Linked DNA regions of Mus musculus: regions 1 and 3 are each linked to region 2. The links are chromatin contacts, called in public Hi-C maps. All regions are on one chromosome and are shown on one strand. The core of a region is the stretch at or near the end of the contact, and the rest is flanking DNA. Distances in the headings are between cores, read along the strand shown. Region 1 has its middle 53 kb from the start of Gm35855. Region 2 has its middle 33 kb from the start of Dck. Region 3 overlaps Slc4a4 (solute carrier family 4 (anion exchanger), member 4).

Region 1 (4,266 bases), core at 293-2,792, 480 kb after region 2:
TTTAGTGTAAGTATCTGTGTCTGTCTCACTGAACTGCTGGTAGGGCCTCTCAGAGGACAGCCATGCTAGGCTCCTATCCGTACACCAACCCCCACCCCAACCCCTACTTCCCAGTGAGATGGATCCTAAGTCAGGCTGGTCACTGGACTACCTTTCCTTCAGTTTCTTCTCCATTTTAGTGCCTGCAGTTCTTTTAGATAGGACCAACTCTGGTTTAGAAATTTTGACTGTGGCTTGGTAGCCACATCCCTCCACTTGAGGCCCTGCCTATCTACTGGAGGTGGACTTTTTGAGTTCTCTTTCCCCAGTGTTGGGTATTTTGGCTAAGGTCATCCTTATTGAGTCCTGAGAGTCTCTTATCTCTCAGGTCTCTGGTATTTTTAAGAGGGTCCCCCCAACCCGGAAGCTGTCTCCTGACCCTTTCTGTCCTAGCTCCCGTATCTGATCCTGTTCCTCTTTTCCCCTCTCCCTCCCCTCTCCCACCCAGGTCCCTCCATCCCTTTGCTTCTCATGATTATTTTGTTCCCTCTTCTAAGTGGGATTGAAGTCTCCTCATTTAGGCATTTCTGCTTATTACATTTACAGTCTATGGGGTGTATCATGGATATCCTGTATTTTTTGGCTAATATTCCATTTACCAGTGATTACATCCCATGTATATCCTTTTGGATCTGGGTTACCTCACTCAGGATGGTATTATCTAGTTCCATCCATTTGCCTGCAAAATTCATTGATGTCCTCATTTTTAATAGTTGAACAGTATTCCATTGTGTAATGAATATCTTCTTATTCACACAGAAACTTTGGGCTATAGCATCCTGCATAGACCAGCCCTTTACCACTGTGTCCTCTTGTCAAGTAACGTGGGCTCCTGTTTCCCACATCAGGTCATTCTTCCCATACCTTGCCTGGACTCTGAAACCTTGTGGCACATGCCTGTCTCATGACTCCTTTTGTTTCCCTCCTTGAACTTGCTCTGCCACTCTGGGCCATGCCTGTGGGCATGTTCCCCTGCCACTGCCTGGCTGTCTAGTTATCTTGTGTGATGCAGGCATACTTCACCAGGCTGCTTCCTGGGTGAGGTGGGTACTCAGAAGACTCACCCTGGTCATACTCTGACCCATCTTGCCTCCCTTGAGCTGAGATGCTCAGCCACACTGATTGGTTAGAACTGAAATGTCCAGGAACATACTCGAGGGGGAAAAGAAAGCATCTTAGTCTGTCTGAAATCCCATTCTCTCTAAGTCTCAATGAGCCAAGAGTGGCAAGTTTTCTTTGGTAAAATCTTACAGAACTAATATTTTAAGATACTTATACACCATCCTGATGTTCCACAAGGTCCAGGGAAGAGTTTTTATTTTACACCACCACCACCACCACCACCACCACCACCACCACCACTGGTTTTGTCTTTTCTCGGGTTAAATTTAGCACAGGAATTTCCCAGTTTGGTTGAAACCTGTTTGTCTTGCCTGCTTTCTGTGTACTTTGTACCGTGTGACCTAGCACTTCAGCTTCGCTGAACTCTTTGCCTACCACAAATATGCCATGCCCTTTAGCACGTCGGCAGCCTTTCTCCTTCTTTCCTGGTGTGCCCTCACCCTGTGTGGTGTCTAGAAATTGCTGACTCATTCTTCAGGATTCTGACCAATTTGCCCTTCTCACTGAAGTCTTTCCCAAGTCCTGGTGGTAAGTAGGCCCTTCCTGCTTCTCCAGAGAGTGTCTGAAAATGGGCAATTGCAACTCTGCTTCTGCTTAGCTGCATAAAGTTCAGCAAAGTTCTCAGCTTCTTCAGGTGTGAAGTGGCTTAATAACTGTATCAACTTCAAATGGTTGTCATAAAGCAGAGAGGAGATCAGTGCAATGTTAATCATTGGTGCTATTATTATTGTTGTTGTTATTATTATTTATTACGAATTATATTTTATTTCTCATAAAAGAGTAAGCTCTTCGCTCCAGGAAGTAATTCAGCATCAACAATATATGTGATCAAATATCATAATATGTGATCAGCATTTTCTGACTGAATTAAGTCATTGTGCAAATACTTTTCAAATGTGTGCCATTGTGTTAGGCAATACTATGATCAAAATAATTATGCTTTCTGACCTCCTGGAAAATACAGGGTGGTGGGGAAAGAGGGACTTTTGCAAATAATTACACAGGTGAATGAATAAGGAAGTGAATAGAAACTGTGATAAGTCTATATAAAAGGATAATGATTGTCATAGAAAGGTATGTGGTCTTTGTCCCCAGTTCCTGACACAGAGCTTCTAAAGCACTGGGACTTCCTGAGCTGATGACCACAGGAGCACTGTTTGTTCTGATGATGCAATACTTGGCAGACCCTGTAGTTTCAGGGTAAGAGTGGAGGTTTGAAGCACAGAACACTCAATCCAGACCCTTAGGTATAGTGGCTAGGGGCTGGATATTGAATTCATTATCAGTGATGGCCAATTCAATCAACCATGCTTACCTAATGAAAATATCCTAAGAAGCTTGGGGTGCTTGCAGGTTGATGATCATATCAAGGTTGTGGAGTTGTGGCATGTCTATATAGGACAGGAAAACTCTGTGTTTACCTCCCTCATTCCTTGTATATGTATGTGTTCCATTTGGCTGTTTATTAATTGTATTGCTTATCATATATCATTAATAGTACAGTGCTTGCTATAGACTTATTAGCCATGCTGTCAAATTGTCAGACATGAAGAGGGATGCAGGAGCCCTGAGTTTGCATTCAAGATAAGCAGGAGTGCATAACTTGAAGACCTGATTCTTATGACTGGCACCTAGAAGTAGTTCAGTGTCATGGACCTGGAGCCCTTAAAACCTGCTGAATCTGATGTTAACTCTCTTGATTGTACTGGATTGAGTGGCATAGCCCCAAGTTGGCATCAAAATTAGTTGTTATCAAGGAGAAAAGAAAACAACACCACCCTTCTTATTTTAGTGTCAGAGACACAATAAGTAAAGCTTAATCAGACCATGATGGAAATGATTAAAATGGGATGACAATGTCGATTAGAAGATTTGAAGTATTTTTGACAATGTGAATTTTTCCTGAGACCCAAATGCTGAATAGAAACCATAGAAAAGAAAGTCTGTCTGTGAAACTGTGTGGCACTAAAGAAATTGGCTCCATTATGCTCCGTTTCTGGATGTGGGGAATGGGGGTGTAGAAGAGTTCAGAGTAAGACTGAAGAGGAAGGCTGAGCTCCGCCTTTACAAAATGAAGGGACTTAGAATATTATGAGAATATGATGAGAAGCAAGTGTACTCTCTGGTTACAGTGGTGCACCTTCACTACAAAACAACATGGCTATGCTGGAAAGAATGTGCTAGGGGCACAACTGAGAGGACATGAAGGTCCTAGGGAAATGTAGACCAGGTGGTGCAATGGAACAGAGAGGAGGGAGAGAGAAGAAAGGAAAGGAGAGGGAGGGAGTAATGGAGAGAGAGAGAGAGAGAGAGAGAGAGAGAGAGAGAGAGAGAGGAAGAAGGAACAGGAGGTAGGGGAGGAGGAGGAAGAGGAAGAGAAGGAGGAGGAAGAGGGAGAGAAGGAGGAGGAGGAGGAGGAGGAGGAGGAGGAGGAGGAGGAGGAGAAGAAGAAGAAGAAGAAGAAGAAGAAGAAGAAGAAGAAGAAGAAGAAGAAGAAGAAGAAGAAGAAGAAGAAGAAGAAGAAGAAGAAGAAGAAGAAAACACATTTGGTGATGGTTTGTATATAGTGGCTATGTACATGGGAGTCTGTCATGATGGCCAAGGTTCAGGGTTATGTATTAGGAAGGGGAGAAGTCTAGGGATAGTTCACTAAGCTAGAAGAAACTGGAGAAGGAATGGTTTTTCAAGATATAATTTTGACATGTCCAGTGTATGTGAGATCAGTGCAGGAAGTCCAAGTGGCAATGTCAAGTATACTGCTAACTAAATGAGTTTGGAATCCAGAGGGATCTCATTGCAATATGGAAATGTGAGACTTAATTGTGAGACTAGAAATGAAATCCTTCTCCCTTCATTCTCTTTACTTCATTATTGACAAAAGCATGAATCTCATTTACTATAATCTTTATGAATAATTGCTCTCCTATTATGTATGAGTGATGTTATGGTTTGAATAAGTGACCTCCATAGGCATATATGCTAATTTATTAGTCCCCAGCCTACCATACCTTTGTAGAGGTGGGGATAAAGGCAAGGAACATAGATCACTGGGGCATACCATTACAGGAGATATTAACACCCTGGCCATTTTCCAACTTTTACTTC
Region 2 (3,867 bases), core at 432-2,931:
CAAACCCAATTTCCCCCAGTTCTGGGCCTTTGAAAATATTTCCTGACCTCCTGCGCTTCATTAGCAGACTCCAACTCCTCCCTCAGTTTTCAGCTGTAGTTTTCTCCACGAAACTCTGGCCTAAGGCTGAATGAAGTGTCTCTCTTCTGTGTTAACCACAGCACCAAATACGCTCCTTCTTGCCACACATTATAAAATTGTGCTGTGCTGGCCTATTTTCATTATTGTTGTTTCTGTTTTTTTTTTTTTTTTCTCCTATGTGTGTGTTCTCTACTGATGCAAACTCCATGAAGATGGGGCTTATAGGTTTTTGTTACCATTTTACCATAAGTCAATAACGGGTAATCAGTTTTTGTTAACTCCATAAATGAAAGGGGAATAATGAGAAAGTAGAAGACTCTGAAGGTAATTGTCATCTACTGAGTATCTGTGAAGTGAGTCGGCCTTCACAGATGTTAATATTTAATCCTGGTAACAGTCTAAATAGGGCCACTGAGGTTCAAAGGACTTCACTTGGTGAAGTGACACTGCTTTGATTTGTTTGAGCCAGAATCTCGGAATGGAAAGCCTTTTTCTTCCCACCTGGAAACACTGCCTCTCTCACAACTTTATCTACGTAAATGGTTACAGGGTGAAAAACATCTGTATTCTCTCTAATAAACTTCTAAGATAGGCATTGTCGCCTGATTTATAGCCAGTGAAAGGCATTGTTTTTTTTAAAATGAGATACCCTAGATACAAGTGCTTTGCTTTGCTCCAATCTCACAGCTGCCTCCCTCTAGAGGACTCGCGCCTCCCCACAGTGAGACGGAAAAAGGTTTAAAGATTTCTAAGAGTCTTTCATGACAGAAACGACTCCAGAGAGATACACCTCAGAAGGGCTGGGATAATTTCTACATTTTCTTTGTCATTTTTCCTTCAAGAAAGCTGTTAACAAACTTGGGAATAATTGCTATTAATACTATCAAGTTCTCCCCCCCCCCCTTTGGTGTCTGATTTATTGATGGTTTCGTATCGCTGCGAACTCATTCAGCAGACTGTCCACGCAGTCCACTGCAGGATGATCTTGGATTTGAGGCAGGTCCTTCTGCTCTGCCACTGGCCCTCTCGGAAGCAGCTTGTCTACCAGTAACCTGGCTTTCCCGCAGTCCTTGGACTGCAGCTTCTGGCAGGAGGATCTAAAGGGCTTTCCCCAGAGGTCGTTGACTTAGGCCACTGTTGGCCTGACTTTCCTTTGCTCTTTACCCTCCCTGCGGTCCACTTCTGTTGAGAGGAGAGCGATCCGGGTTGCGATGTGGATGAGGAATGTCTGTTTCTGACAGCAACAAGCACATTTGGTGTGCAAAGGAACATAAATGCATTTTCTGGGTGTTGTCAGCCTGCTTGGCAGCTGCTTTAACACATAGAGGTCACAAAAAGGAAAGAATATGTCTTCCTAACTTCAGACATGTGTTCCAAGCAGATTTCAGTTCCCTGAGACCACAATGAACCAAACTTTCATTGTAATTTCTTAACATAATGTTACACTTAAATGACTTAAAGGCCAATTGCAAATTTGAGAAGAAATTGCTCTAAATCAAATACAATGCTTCCTAATATACATTTCGGCCACTGGTTCTTTTGTTCGGTGTCTTAGTGCTCTCTGTAAATGTTTGATGAAGCCACAGTTCATTATTGACTTTTCTTTGATCTTCCCACTAGTTAAAAATATTTGTGTTTCTGCTTTCCTTGTGACTTTGCGTTTGTGTTGTCTGGCGCTGGAATTTTCTGAGCTTGTGGGGGAGAGAAGGAGAGGAATGTGGATAATGTAGGCCCAAGTAGGTTGCGGCTGGATAAAAAGAAATCCTAGGCTAGCTTTTTAACAGTGGAGTTATAATTTATATAACGATTGTGAATTTAAGCTGAGATTGGTGGTACGTGCATGCTCAAAATCCAGTACTTGGAGGCAGAGGAACAGGGATCCAGAGTTTGATGTCATCTTGGGCCACATAGTGAGACCCTGTCTCAAAAAAAAAAAAAACCACCCAAAACCCAAAATAAAACGAAACAAAAAACAAACCAAATGAAACCAAGCACTATGAATATAAAACAGATTTTACACACACACACACACACACACACACACAAACAATAACTCAGCAGAATAATTTTAGTACCATACAGGTACCCAAGGGCACCTTCCTGGGAACAGTGAGCTACCAGAAAAGCCACGATGCTGAGTTTTGTCACTGTAACTTGGTGGTGTTAGGATCACCACACTTTTTTTTTATTGAACATCTAAAAATTACATTTACACATATATTTTGGAGTTGGGTGGGACAGGTGAGTACCCCGGCATGTGAACCGAGGTCAGAGGACAACTTGGAGTTACTTCTTTCCTTCTACCTCATGGACCCTGAGAATCGAACCCTGGTCAGCTGCCTTTACCACTTGAGTCTTGTTTTGTTCCAAAAGTGACATAGATCTTTTTCTTTTCATTTTATTGGGCAAAGTAAGTTGTATGACCAATCGCCAATGCAAAGGGAACTATAATACTACTCTGAGCCCACATAGAGAAAGACTGGATCCCCCCCTGCCCCCCCCGGCCCCCGAGACAGGGTTTCTCTGTGTACCCCTGGCTGTCCTGGAACTCACTTTGTAGACCAGGCTGGCCTTGAACTCAGAAATCAGCCTGCCTCTGCCTCCTGAGTGCTGGGATTAAAGGTGTATGCCACCACTGCCTGGCCAAAGACTGTTTTTTAAGATTAACATGGAAGAGGGATACCGTCTTACAAGTTTGATTTCTAGCAATATGATGAGGAAGATATTTGGGCTTCCCAGTTGTACTAAAAAGCAACCAAAGTTCTGAGTAGAATGTAAAACAATTACCGAATACTTTCATAAACAGAGAAAAAAAATCCCACTCAAGTCAGAACGACTGAAAAAGGGACCATAGAGACCAGGCTACAGAGTGGCCTCTGAGCTTTGGTGTAGTATGGGGTAAGAGGCTGAGAGCCAAAGTTCTGAGAAATCTTTAATAAACAGATCTGTCTACGCTATGAACAGCTTTCTTTTGCTGCCTCGGTTGCTGAGTAAGTTTCAGGCAGTCTGTAAATAGGTAGCTCATGGGGAAAAGGGACTAAGAGAAGAAATGGGTGGGAATGGATATGAGCAAGATACCTTGTAGGCATGTATAGAATTCTCAAAGAGCGAATAGAAATTCCAAAGTAACTGGTTTATGTTGTTAAATTTTGGTAGAATGACATGACTGGCACCTAGATTTTAATGTTCTCATCCAACAATATAAGAAACACATTTCCTCAATTTCCATAGTTTGGGGCTCAGTAAAGGCATTTCAACAAACAGTGATTACTTTTAACGTATCAAAATGCTATTTTCTATACTATTGAATAGAAACTATATGCATATTTCATAAAACAGAAAATCCATAAATGGACATACTATAACATCAACTATCTCTTCTTAATTTCCTGGTCATTGTTGCCTACCCAAAAGATTCATGAGTATAAGCCTTCCCCCACAAACACAAAGCATAACCAATGACAGTATTCGCAGCTCACTGTTTCTCCATGTAACTGCACATTACTCTAAGAGATCATTTCAAACTATGTGGGTTTGTCTTACCCTTGAAAGGCTGTATGTATGTGATTGAATTTTATACATGTATCCCACTTGTTCTATTTTGGTATTTCAGATACTTCTGAATACATACACATGTGTGCACACAGACACACACACACACTGACTCAGAATACACACTCACACAGTCACTCACAAATATATACACTCACACGCATAAATACATACTCATGCACACTTTCTCACACACATTCACACACACTCATTCACACACACTCATTCACACAT
Region 3 (3,855 bases), core at 955-3,454, 420 kb after region 2:
AATGAACTTTTGAAGGGTGGTTACATGGTAGAACATTTAAAAGGTTACATGGCAACATATAGGTTGATTGACAGCATGGGTTATCTGTGTAGACAGAGTAACATGCATACAATGGCTCCTTTAAGAAAAGGAATCAAAAAAAGAAAGTTAATGCTTTTGCTTATTAAGCTTTCTGTTTTTGTGATATAAGCTAGCTTCTTTCTCTCTCTCTCTCTCTCTCTCTCTCTCTCTCTCTCTCTCTCTCTCTCTCTCTCTCTCTCTCTCTCTCTCTCTCTGGTTACAAAACATTCCTAGCCAATTATTGGTAATTTGCATCTTATACTTTGTACTACTGTGTAAAGCACAAAACTTCACCCAGACCCAACAACTATGAGCAAACAATACCTTACCATTTTTCCAACTCAAAAATTTTATTTTTAAACAGTATAATTTTGCTGAGCGGTGGTAGTACACGCCTTTAATCCCAGCACTTGGGATGCAGATGCAGGCTGATCTCTGTGAGTTCAAGGCCAGCCTGGTCTACAGAGTAGGTTCCAGGACAGCCAGGGCATGCCCAGAGACAACCTGTCTTGAAAATCCTAAACAAACAAACTTTTAAAGACTTTTGGATCATTTGGTTATATAAGCAATGGAGGGATAGCACATGACTCTAAAACACTCAGTTGATGATCAGGGATAAGGCTGAGTAGCAAAAGCTCTCTGTTTCTATCAGATTAGCAAGATTCTACCAGTGGCCAATCGATGAGATATAGAAGAGGGAGCTACAGCATCTTAATATGGAGACTCATTTTTGCCTTTAAAGAAGCTAGACTAATTCCTACATTTGGTATGAAATAACTGGAAGAAGTTAAAAGACTTGATTATCCAACTGCATGGGTTTCCATGATCTCTGTTTTCTTGTTAACTACCGAACAGTCTCACAAAGGACAGTACATCTCAGGCATCCAGCCCACAGACAAACTCAGGTTTAAAATGATGTCAGAGAAACTGTTTCTGGCCTGTGCCCTATAGGGACAGAGAAACCCTATGACCAGTTCTGTCACTGCAAGGAGGCGGCTTTAAGTGAAGCATTGCGCATTCTCCCAAAGGCGATCAGTGTTTCTGGTGCCCTGGCAGGTCCTAGCATATGATGCTGATGGAGAAGCTTAGAGACACCTTTGTCTCAAAGGCAAGGAGACCGCATTTAGAGGCTGCCGCTGGCAGTTAAGATCCTGAACTGTAGGAAGCACCAGTCCCCTGCAGGTTGGCTCATGAATTACCCTGCTACAGTGCAGGTTTGCTTTTATGGAACCTTCTAGAGAGAAGTTTCTAAGAAGAAATTGGCAGGCAGACATCCCCTCAGTCTTCATATGTACCCACCACCAGCCAACCCTCCATTTTGTCTGTGATATTGACTTGTCCTTACTAAAACAGTATAAAATCCTGCTTCAGAAAAGGCAGTTGTATTTGAAGCGCCTGTGTTTATATTATAGAAAAATAATGGGGAACCTTCTAGTTGTTGTGTATGGTTCAGAAGGGACAGAGAAAATGAATACTGTGTACATTGTCACCTTTAGAAAGACTGACAAACTTGTACCTGCTGACAGGTCTTCCTAGCTATTCCTCACCTTGCAGTCAAATAGAGCTGCAGAGGTATCAAAGGGAAAAGCCCTTGGGTTTTTGCAGTGAGCCCTTTTACCCCACATGACATGAAGCACTGTAATATGTATGGAACAATACAAGAACTCATGAGCAGAGCTTGAAACTCCCAATTGGCTGTCCTGTACCAGCCCATGCGTTGGCTTGTTTTCCTGGGCCACCAGCCTCCATCACTGTGACTGTTATTATCTGGCAACTTTGATTAACCTGGAGTCACTGCCGCCATTAGTGACTCTTACATTTTTTAAGCCAGGGTTTTCCTAAGCATAGAAGATTAATTTTTTGCTAGCCTGGCTCACAATAGACTGCGGGGAACCTTACAGAAAAGCAGAAGAAACAAAGCAGCCCTTGTTCAAGAGCCTCTGTCCCTCCCTTGAGTACATTAGTCCTCCCCTACTTCAGGAATCACCTCTCCCAATACGGCCACCATTTCAGACCATGTGCCCGCCCCACCGCTGATGTTTGGCAGGTTTTGTGCATGTATCTGAGATGCCTTGTTCGCATTTACAAAGTCAATACAGGAAGAGGCAGATGTTAAGGGTACAGTTTAACCGAAATGTAAGCAGCTAAGGAAAAGGGTGCGATTAATAATTAACCTACAAATTCACACAGAAAGCGATGTCATGGGTTGACCTCCCTGTGACTGTGTTCTTTTTTTTAAAGCAACAGATGACAAGTTCAGAGAATGGTTTTACTTAAGACTCTGCCTTTGAAAGGTAGATCAAATGGATGAGAACAAGAGATATATGTGACTTTTTTTTTTTTAAGTAAAGAAATGAAATGGTTGAACGCCTCCCCTGTCCAGCTCCTTACAAGTTTAATGGTCTCAGCTGAGCTGAGCAATTTTCTTGCATGCATGAAGCAGCATAGGTGGTTGCTGGCTTATGCAAGGGTACTTTGAACATGAGGTTTATGGCCTCTGTTTTGATCTCTGTGCCGAAATCTGTCTTTCATGTGGAGGAATGCAAGGAATTATAGTGTACCAGCTTTAAGTTCATGAGGATACCCCTTGACCCCAACCAGCTATAGTCAACAATGCCTCAAAGCACCAAGTCACTTAGTTGCTTACACAGAACTTCTGGGAAGTACGAATAACTGGCTTCCCAGGCTGGGGAGGTGGCGGTCCCTGAGTTTCTACAATGGAAACGCTGCGGCTGACTCTCTGTTTTACTGGCAAGACTCAAGACATAAAGATTAAGGAAAGTTCACTGCTGTTTCTGTTGCCCGTGCTTGGATTAGTTTATCTTTAACATGAGGTGTGGTCAGAAGTTATCTTTGAGATTTCGTTAGTGCACTAAAGTGTAGAAGGGAGCCTTTAGTTCGTACCTGGCAGATACTTGTTGATCTCCCACATAGACCTGACCCATGGAAGCAGGAAAAACATAGTGGAGATGATGATAGTAGAGATAAACCTGCTGTCTGTTGATCTTGGCCTCAGATTAAGGAGTCACTAGGGATTTTAAAAATATAGCCATCAGTACCTATGAGAACTATATGAATAATTACCTCCGCTCTAAAGCTAGGAAAAAGTCACTAGACTTCAATAAGCTTGTATTGTGGTGGCAAGATTTGAACTCTGGATGTTCTAGTATAAAACCAATCTCATGTAATGTATGCCCTTCAAAATAAAACATGGTACTTAGCCTTCAAAGAATCTCTATCTTCTTTTCCCATAATATTATCTTTCCCAGATTCTTTGATCTTATTTGGAATCCTTCTTATGTGGGGAAATTTATGAAACTTTCATAAAGTCCTCTTCAGACCTTGTCCCAGACTGAGAACCTGCGGTTTCTTTACCAGTGAAGACTTTTAAGGCTTAAGAGAGTTAGGGCATTGTGTTAATAACATATTGCCAAAACCAGGTTAGCTGAAAGTGCAATGTATTAAAAATGAGATAAAACAGGACTTCAGGTCAGACCTTCCACCCAGACCTCCCTGTCCCCAGCATCTCTTCCCCAAGCCACGACCCTACCCACCCCTACCAGTGAGGAAACAGGAAGACCAGTGGTTGAGAACTGCATACAGTTTCATGATAAGGATGGCATAAGCTCTACATTTATCATTTGTTAGTTGCCATATTAATCAATTAATTGGTAAGATGTTATGTAGTCTTTATCATAGGAGCTTTCTAGACAAGAATGCTCAGAGTATGAGAAATAAACAAGTTGTCTCAGCAGTCTACAGCTAGCTGGTAGCTAGAAGCCAAACCCAGGTCTG

What was found. Hi-C and Micro-C count contacts between places; a contact is called where the count stands out from the background.
Region 1: a contact with region 2 is called in a Hi-C map of liver, with 3 times the contacts expected there. The contact joins two enhancer-like sites. A contact is called at or near these places in 3 of 484 Hi-C or Micro-C datasets (liver, nephron progenitors and uterus) and 1 of 9 other capture datasets (embryonic stem cells).
Region 3: a contact with region 2 is called in a Hi-C map of liver, with 4 times the contacts expected there. The contact joins two enhancer-like sites. A contact is called at or near these places in 2 of 15 datasets of contacts at CTCF or cohesin (large pre-B cells and pro-B cells), 100 of 484 Hi-C or Micro-C datasets (the 3T3-L1 cell line, 3T3-L1-derived adipocytes, B cells and 54 more), 4 of 115 datasets of contacts at active chromatin or transcription factors (astrocytes, embryonic stem cells and hepatocytes) and 1 of 9 other capture datasets (embryonic stem cells).

What each region holds. Positions count from the first base shown.
Region 1 is chr5:89,276,214-89,280,479 of GRCm38.p6, forward strand. No RefSeq gene overlaps it. Among named protein-coding and RNA genes, the nearest start is that of Gm35855, 53 kb to the left of the region's middle. Within about 2 kb of position 1,543, at least 56 of the 459 cell types and tissues checked have an H3K27ac peak or open chromatin away from gene starts, as enhancers often do. A contact at or near this core is called in liver, where this site is marked.
Region 2 is chr5:88,795,625-88,799,491 of GRCm38.p6, forward strand. It overlaps a transcript of Slc4a4 not described here. Among named protein-coding and RNA genes, the nearest start is that of Dck, 33 kb to the left of the region's middle. Within about 2 kb of position 1,682, at least 8 of the 459 cell types and tissues checked have an H3K27ac peak or open chromatin away from gene starts, as enhancers often do. A contact at or near this core is called in hepatocytes and liver, where this site is marked.
Region 3 is chr5:89,216,302-89,220,156 of GRCm38.p6, forward strand. The region is part of intron 21 of Slc4a4 (solute carrier family 4 (anion exchanger), member 4); the gene reads left to right. Among named protein-coding and RNA genes, the nearest start is that of Gm35855, 7.6 kb to the right of the region's middle. Within about 2 kb of position 2,205, at least 26 of the 459 cell types and tissues checked have an H3K27ac peak or open chromatin away from gene starts, as enhancers often do. A contact at or near this core is called in hepatocytes and liver, where this site is marked.